Linked DNA regions of Mus musculus: region 1 is linked to region 2. A link is a contact called in public Hi-C data. All regions are on one chromosome and are shown on one strand. The core of a region is the stretch at or near the end of the contact, and the rest is flanking DNA. Distances in the headings are between cores, read along the strand shown. Region 1 has its middle 38 kb from the start of Lsm8. Region 2 has its middle 25 kb from the start of Cttnbp2.

The links. A called contact is a pair of places that touch in the nucleus more often than the background predicts.
Region 1: a Hi-C map of epidermal suprabasal cells shows a contact between it and region 2, with 3 times the contacts expected there. The contact joins two enhancer-like sites. A contact is called at or near these places in 4 of 484 Hi-C or Micro-C datasets (the HPC-7 cell line, embryonic stem cells, epidermal suprabasal cells and 1 more).

What each region holds. Positions count from the first base shown.
Region 1 is chr6:18,808,963-18,812,223 of GRCm38.p6, reverse strand. No RefSeq gene overlaps it. Among named protein-coding and RNA genes, the nearest start is that of Lsm8, 38 kb to the left of the region's middle. Within about 2 kb of position 1,568, at least 6 of the 459 cell types and tissues checked have an H3K27ac peak or open chromatin away from gene starts, as enhancers often do. A contact at or near this core is called in epidermal suprabasal cells, where this site is marked.
Region 2 is chr6:18,538,665-18,541,768 of GRCm38.p6, reverse strand. No RefSeq gene overlaps it. Among named protein-coding and RNA genes, the nearest start is that of Cttnbp2, 25 kb to the right of the region's middle. Within about 2 kb of position 1,733, at least 7 of the 459 cell types and tissues checked have an H3K27ac peak or open chromatin away from gene starts, as enhancers often do. A contact at or near this core is called in epidermal suprabasal cells, where this site is marked.

The DNA of each region.
Region 1 (3,261 bases), core at 319-2,818, 270 kb before region 2:
AAATAGTGTCTGGCTTTGGTGGTTGTGTGTCCTGGATTTCCTAGCTGTTTTGAGTTAGGATCATTTTGGATTTTGCATTTTCTTTGATTGTTATGTCAATGTTTTCTATGGAATCTTCTACACCTGAAATCTTCCATCTTTTGTATTCTGTTGGTGATGATTGCATCTATGGCTCCTGATATCTTTCTTAGGATTTCTATCTCTAGTGTTGTCTCCCTTTGTGATTTCTTTATTGTTCCTATTTCCATTTTTAGATCCTGAATGGATTTTTCAATTCCTTCATCTGTTTAGTTGTTTTTTTGTTTGTCTGTTTGGTTTTGTTTTTTGGTTTTTTGTTTGTTTGTTTGTTTGTTTGTTTTGTAATTCTTTAAGGGATTTTTGTGTTTCTTTTTTAAGGGCTTCTACCTGTTTAGCTGAGTTCTCCTGTATTTCTTTAGAGGAGTTATTAATGTCCTTCTTAAAATCCTCTACCAGCATCATGAGATATGATTTTAAATCTGAATCTTGTTTTTCCGGTGTGTTGGAGTATCCAGGACTTGCTGTAGTGGGAATACTGGGTTCTGATGTTGCCAAGTAGTCTTGGTTTCTGTTGGTAAGATTTTTGCATTTGCCTTTTGCTACCTGGTAATCTCTGGTGTTAGATGTTCTTGTCTCTGGCTGGAGTTTGTTCCTCCTGTGAGTCTGTAAGCCTGTGTCAGCACTCCTGGGAGACCAGCTCTCTCCTGGCAAGACCAGTGAGTGCACAGAGGGCCACAAAACAGCCCCACCTCTTGGGTATAGATGTAGGCCCTAGGACCATGTCCCAGCTGCTCTGCCGCTTCTGCAGCCTGTGAGCTCCTGAATGTACTAGCCTTAGAGAGTCACTGGAAAGAAAATGGTGACCTCACCTGAGTCCCAGGGTCAGACACTTCCTATAAGCAAGCTCTCCTCTGGCAGGGAAGATGCACCAAGGGCTGAGGGGACCCTGTCCCATCTGCTCTGTTGCTTCTGTGGCCTGTATGCTCCTGAGTGGAGCCGCATAGTCAACTACAGTCCTTTGCTCACCTCAGCTCCACCCATGATGGTGTCAACTCTGAATACTTTAGAAATTTTTCCTGTAAGATGTCTAACCATACTGTTCTCTCCACTTTGCCTGTCTGTATCTTTCCTGTGGTCTTTTCCATATTTTCCTCAAATAGCATCTTTTCAATGATGTCATCTTTACCCACTCAATCTAAAGCATGGAATTTTATACATTATAGCTCCCACACCCCACAAAAGCCCTTTACACCCTGGCAGCCACCCCTAGAGGTGAATCCAAAACTCTCCATTATTTTCTTCAGGAATGTTTCTTCAGTGTTCTTATCTTTCACTAATTTCTGTCTCCTTGTTTGTCTAGAATGCAGCTACCAGGTGAGCCTTAGATTCTCATAACCATAGGATCTACACGATGACTGAAAGTTTGACATTAAATTGCCATCTTGCAGTTTCAGTAGAAGAGTGTACTTACAGTTAGAGGATTGGATACATGCCTCTGTGTACAAATTTCATGGGAGTTAAGTCTTTTGTTATTTGGAAAACAGGCTGAAGGGCATGAGTCATTCTGTGTGGACTATTCTTGCAATGAAGGCCATCAATCTTTCAATAGATAGAGGAGATTGAGAATGCAATATTTTTCTTTAAGATAGCTAAAATCGAGCTTTGGCAGAACATTATTCTCTTATGAAAGTAGATAGTTGTATTTGTGTGTGTGTGTTTGGGCTTTAAATATACTTGATAATCTGAGGTCTGACATCTGACACCTACCCTGCAAATATTTCCATTGTTCAACTGGTAGAACAAGTTCCTATGCAAATTTTTTGGAGGACTTTCAGTTGATGTGCAGTCAGGCTTGGTTTCATATCTGAAATCACTTAAATGTATTTGAAGAACTATATCAAAATATTTAGTCCCTTTCACAATTTATACGTCTTTTTTTTTCCCCAAAAAGTGAATAATAGTTCCCTGGAGTAAATCACAAAGGCTGAAATGTGGTAGAATTGGAACCAAAGGCAATGGGAAGCTCGACAATACAGATAGGTTCACAGCTACAGGAGTCTGCTCTGCTGCTCTTTCCCACAAGGTACTTTAGGAAAATATCTACAAGAGACCAAAGTTCCCCACTAAATATTCTGCACTAGTTCTAGCATGCAGATAGATATAAGCCCAGAAGTTTGCTGTGTAGCTCAGCAACAACTTAGTTAGCTGGTAAACAAGTTAAAGCACTTAGAACCAGATACTCTGCTCAGAAAAATATCCCCAAAGTCAATATTGTGGAAAAGTTCCCTTTTACACATGTGCATCATATAACCCAGAGTTGTTCTAGTTTGTTGCACACTTCCCAAGAAGATGTCCTACTTTCATATGTTCACCTAGCTAGCAAATTGAGATAACTTGTTGTCTTGGCTTGTTGTTTATAAGCAAGTAGAAGTTCTGGGACAGCCTCCAAGAATAAGTATTACCACACTCAAGATGCTGATAAAGACACTTGGCTTGGATGCCTTACAGAGTCTGCAGTTGCCATTGGCTTATCAAACAATATTTGTCTTCTCTATTTGTGCCTTTGCCCAACTCACTTGAAAGTGGCATCTAAGCATTAAGATTCAACTCATGAAGAAGATAGGGATAATTGTATTAATCACGTCTGCAAGATTTTATTCTCCAGGAATCTTTTAAAAATAAATTTAAAGTTCTAGATAACTGTTATAGTTGAAAAAAGTACAGAATACCCGAGATATAGTTCACAGAACACAAAAAAGTCAACAACATGAAGCACCCAAGTGAGGACACCTTAGTCCCACTTGGGGGAGAGAAGAAAGCAATCACAAGTGAAGTGGGGAGGGAGGGAGAGAGGGAAGGAGGGAGAGGGAGGGAGGGAGAGGGAGGGAGGGAAGGGAACTAGATGGGAAGGGAGAGTGTGGGGGGGGGAGGGAAGGGGAACCTGATCTGGTATTGGGTAAGGGAAAAGTACTGAAGCCCTGAGGGCCAGCAGAAAGAATGGAAACAGGCAACCTCAGGAGATAGGAGGTTGGAGGAACCCTCCATAATGCACCAGAGACCTGGTCCATGAGAGACTCTCAGGAATCAAAGGGAGGGACCTTAGATGAAATGCCTGCCGGTAGGGAGAGGGAACTTATAGAGCCCACCTCCAGCAGGAAAACAGTATATCAATTGAGGTATGTATGGGGTTGCCATCCCACAGACACATCTCTGACTCATAATTGTTCCTGACTGAAAGAATTA
Region 2 (3,104 bases), core at 484-2,983:
CCTTGGTACTTTTGCCTAAAATATGTTGTGCATGTGCCAAAGAAGTGATAAAGCTTGCATGTCTATGTGAACTTTTGAATGTATGGAATAGTCTTCTTCCCTCTCTTCCTATTTGCTCTGCTTAGTGTATGTAAAATTTAATATAGCAATTTTTGTTTTTTTAAAGAACATTCCTAGATCAACAGTCCACAGATGAATAATCTAATGGCAGTGCACACTTGGGATAGAGCCACTAATAATTTTGTATAGCTAAAGTTGAGATTAACAGTAAGAGAGTCTAGAGCCCATGAGATGGCTCAGAGAGTAAGGGTAATTGTCACCAAATCTGACAAATTCAGACCTATGTGGTGGCAGAGGAGCTCTGACTACTTCAGGTTGTCCTTCTCATGGGCTTGTCCTTCTTCCCCAGTAGAAATAAATATTTAAAAATGTAAAGATAGAAGAGGCATTACATGATGGAATGTGAAGATAACATTGTGTAGAGCATTGGTTCAAATGGATGGCTAAGACTAAGCATCATTTGCCATCATATTTCTATAGAATGTGGTCCATGAAACAGCAGCATCCACATCAACCAGGTTATTGTTACAAATACAGAATCTCAGGGTCTATGAGACACACCAAGTTTGGACTTTAGTCATTTAATAAGCTCCCACAGTGAATTGCAGGCACATTAAGTTTACAAAGCATTATGATTGCATGTCCTACATGGAAAATTAGACAGTTCTCCCAAACATTAGGCATGTACTTACCCTCCAAACCCACACTACCTTAATTGCTTGCATTTCTCAGATGGCCACCAAGGGCACACAGAGAAAGGCCACCACTTAGCCAGTTCTTCAACCTGTGGACCCTGTGCTTTGAGTTCTTAGACAAAGATCTGAAGGATTTCCATCACAGGAGTGCACAAAAGATAATTATATTTGTTTATTTATTTTTTCCATTCGGGCACCACTGAGGACGTGTTATTTCTCCGTTTTCATTATCAAAACAAAACAAAACGTTTGGCAATAAACGGGTTAATTCACAACATGAAGAACTGGTTTGTTTTGTGCTGAGAGAACTCATCCTTCTTGCTGAGAAAGGCAGTTAATCAGTGTATACAAGCCTCTGATTGATGTGACCTAACTTCAAAGGATGCATGGTTTATTTCTCAATGAGAGCAGAGTGCCTACCCACTCCATGAGAAGCAGGCTGAGCAAGCGAGGGCTGGTGTGAGGCTCTGTGAAGGCCTTCTTTCATCTTTTCTTCTGCCTGCTTGGTTCTTGCAATGTAAAATGACTACAACCCTAGGCCCCCACCTTCTGAATCCAGATTCTCAGTATCTTTCAAGAACATGTCTGTGTTTATCCAATGGTGTGTCATAAATGAAGACTAGAATCTGTAAATCAAAACACTTTTCACAGCACTTAAGGAAGGTAGTAAGAAATGCTTTACTTAAGGTAGCACTGGTGCCAACGTTGAAAAGAACACTGCAGTGGTCCAGCAGTAAAGAAAAGGCATTCATTTCAACTCAGATTTCAACAAAGACAAATGAAGATTTATGCCCAAGGGGCAGCTGGGGAGGGTAATTGAATAGAAAATTACCAAGAGGGTACATCGGGGGTAGATAGTCTAAACTGACCTAACAGGATATTTGATGATGGCAGACCAAAATGAGCAGCTGTCACCTGGGGGGTAGGGTGGAGACTATCAAGGGTTATATAAAGGAAGATTCTGCTTAAACTTACTTAGCAGCATTCTTGCTAAAATTAGACCATGCAGAGGTAAATGTGAGAGACCCAAGGTAAAGTCCTAGTCCAGGGGAGCTGAGTAGTTTGGGCAGGAACAGGATCCAGGACTGTTGCCAAACTTCATGTTTCACCCCATCTCAAACCAGCAAAGAAATTTTGTCTTCAGTGTTTTAAATACATTTGTATTAGCATATTTCTGTTTTGCTCTTATACAGCCCACACAGACTGAAATCTCTACCATTCAAATCCATTTTCATGTTATTTGGTAGTTTGTTTAAAGATGGAATTGTTCTGGCCTGAGGATAATGTGTATTTCGTTTGAGAAAGTTAATCTGAAAATGACTGGTTCTGGGGGGAGGGGTGGAGTGTGAAAATGCTAAAGAGCTTCGGGAGTAAATAAAATTTACTTTATCAGGAATTGAAGGCTAAAGAACAAACTAGACTGTAAAAAAAAAAAAAAAAAAAACTCAGGTTGAGAGTGGTCTAGAAAAAGGGCTTTTCTTGCCTTGGCACTGTCTGGTTTTTCTTAAGGCTTTGGGTTTTGAGATAATGCCCTCCTCTGTAGCCCAGGCAGGCCTTGAACCCTCACATAACTTTCTCTTTATTCCTCTCAAGCACTGGAACCCATAGACTTTTATTCTTTCCTAGAGTAATCTAATCCCCAGGTTACCTAAGAACTCAACCTCTGCTTAAATTCCTGGCTAACAGGCCAGTTTTAAGAAATATCAGCAAGATTACTACCTCATGGCTCACAAGATTTATAGTTTATACTGTCCAGGAAACAACTACTCTTTACACAATAAAACCAGCCAGGCATGGTGTACACCTGTAACTCAGGAGGAAGAGAAGGCAGAAGATCAGTAGTTCAAGGCTAGCCTTGGCTACATAGTATGTTGAAGACAACCATGAGCTACTTAAGATTCAGACTAAAACACAACAACAAAAATCACAATAAAGTCAATAATCTGTATGATATAACTAAATATAATAGTTCAAATGAAATGTTTTCTACCTTGTAAGTGATGTTAAAATATCAGTATATATAACGGGTTACCATAAAGCACACTTGAGTTTGCTTTAAGGGTTGAGTACCATTATTGTAAAGCCACAATTCACATTACAGTCTTTAAAACCTCCCCTATGTTTTTAAAACACAGCCACTATGTTGTTACATTTATGTACATACAGTCCATATTTTTATTTGTTGATTATTTTGTTGGGTTTGTTTGGTTTAAGAAAGACTCTTGTGTAGCCCAGGCTAGCCTCTCAGGATGAACTTGAACTTATGATCACCCTGCCTCCATCTCCCAGTGCTAGAAGGACAGGTCTGGGTTTTCACCACACACATGTCCTGTGGTGCTGGGAATTCAT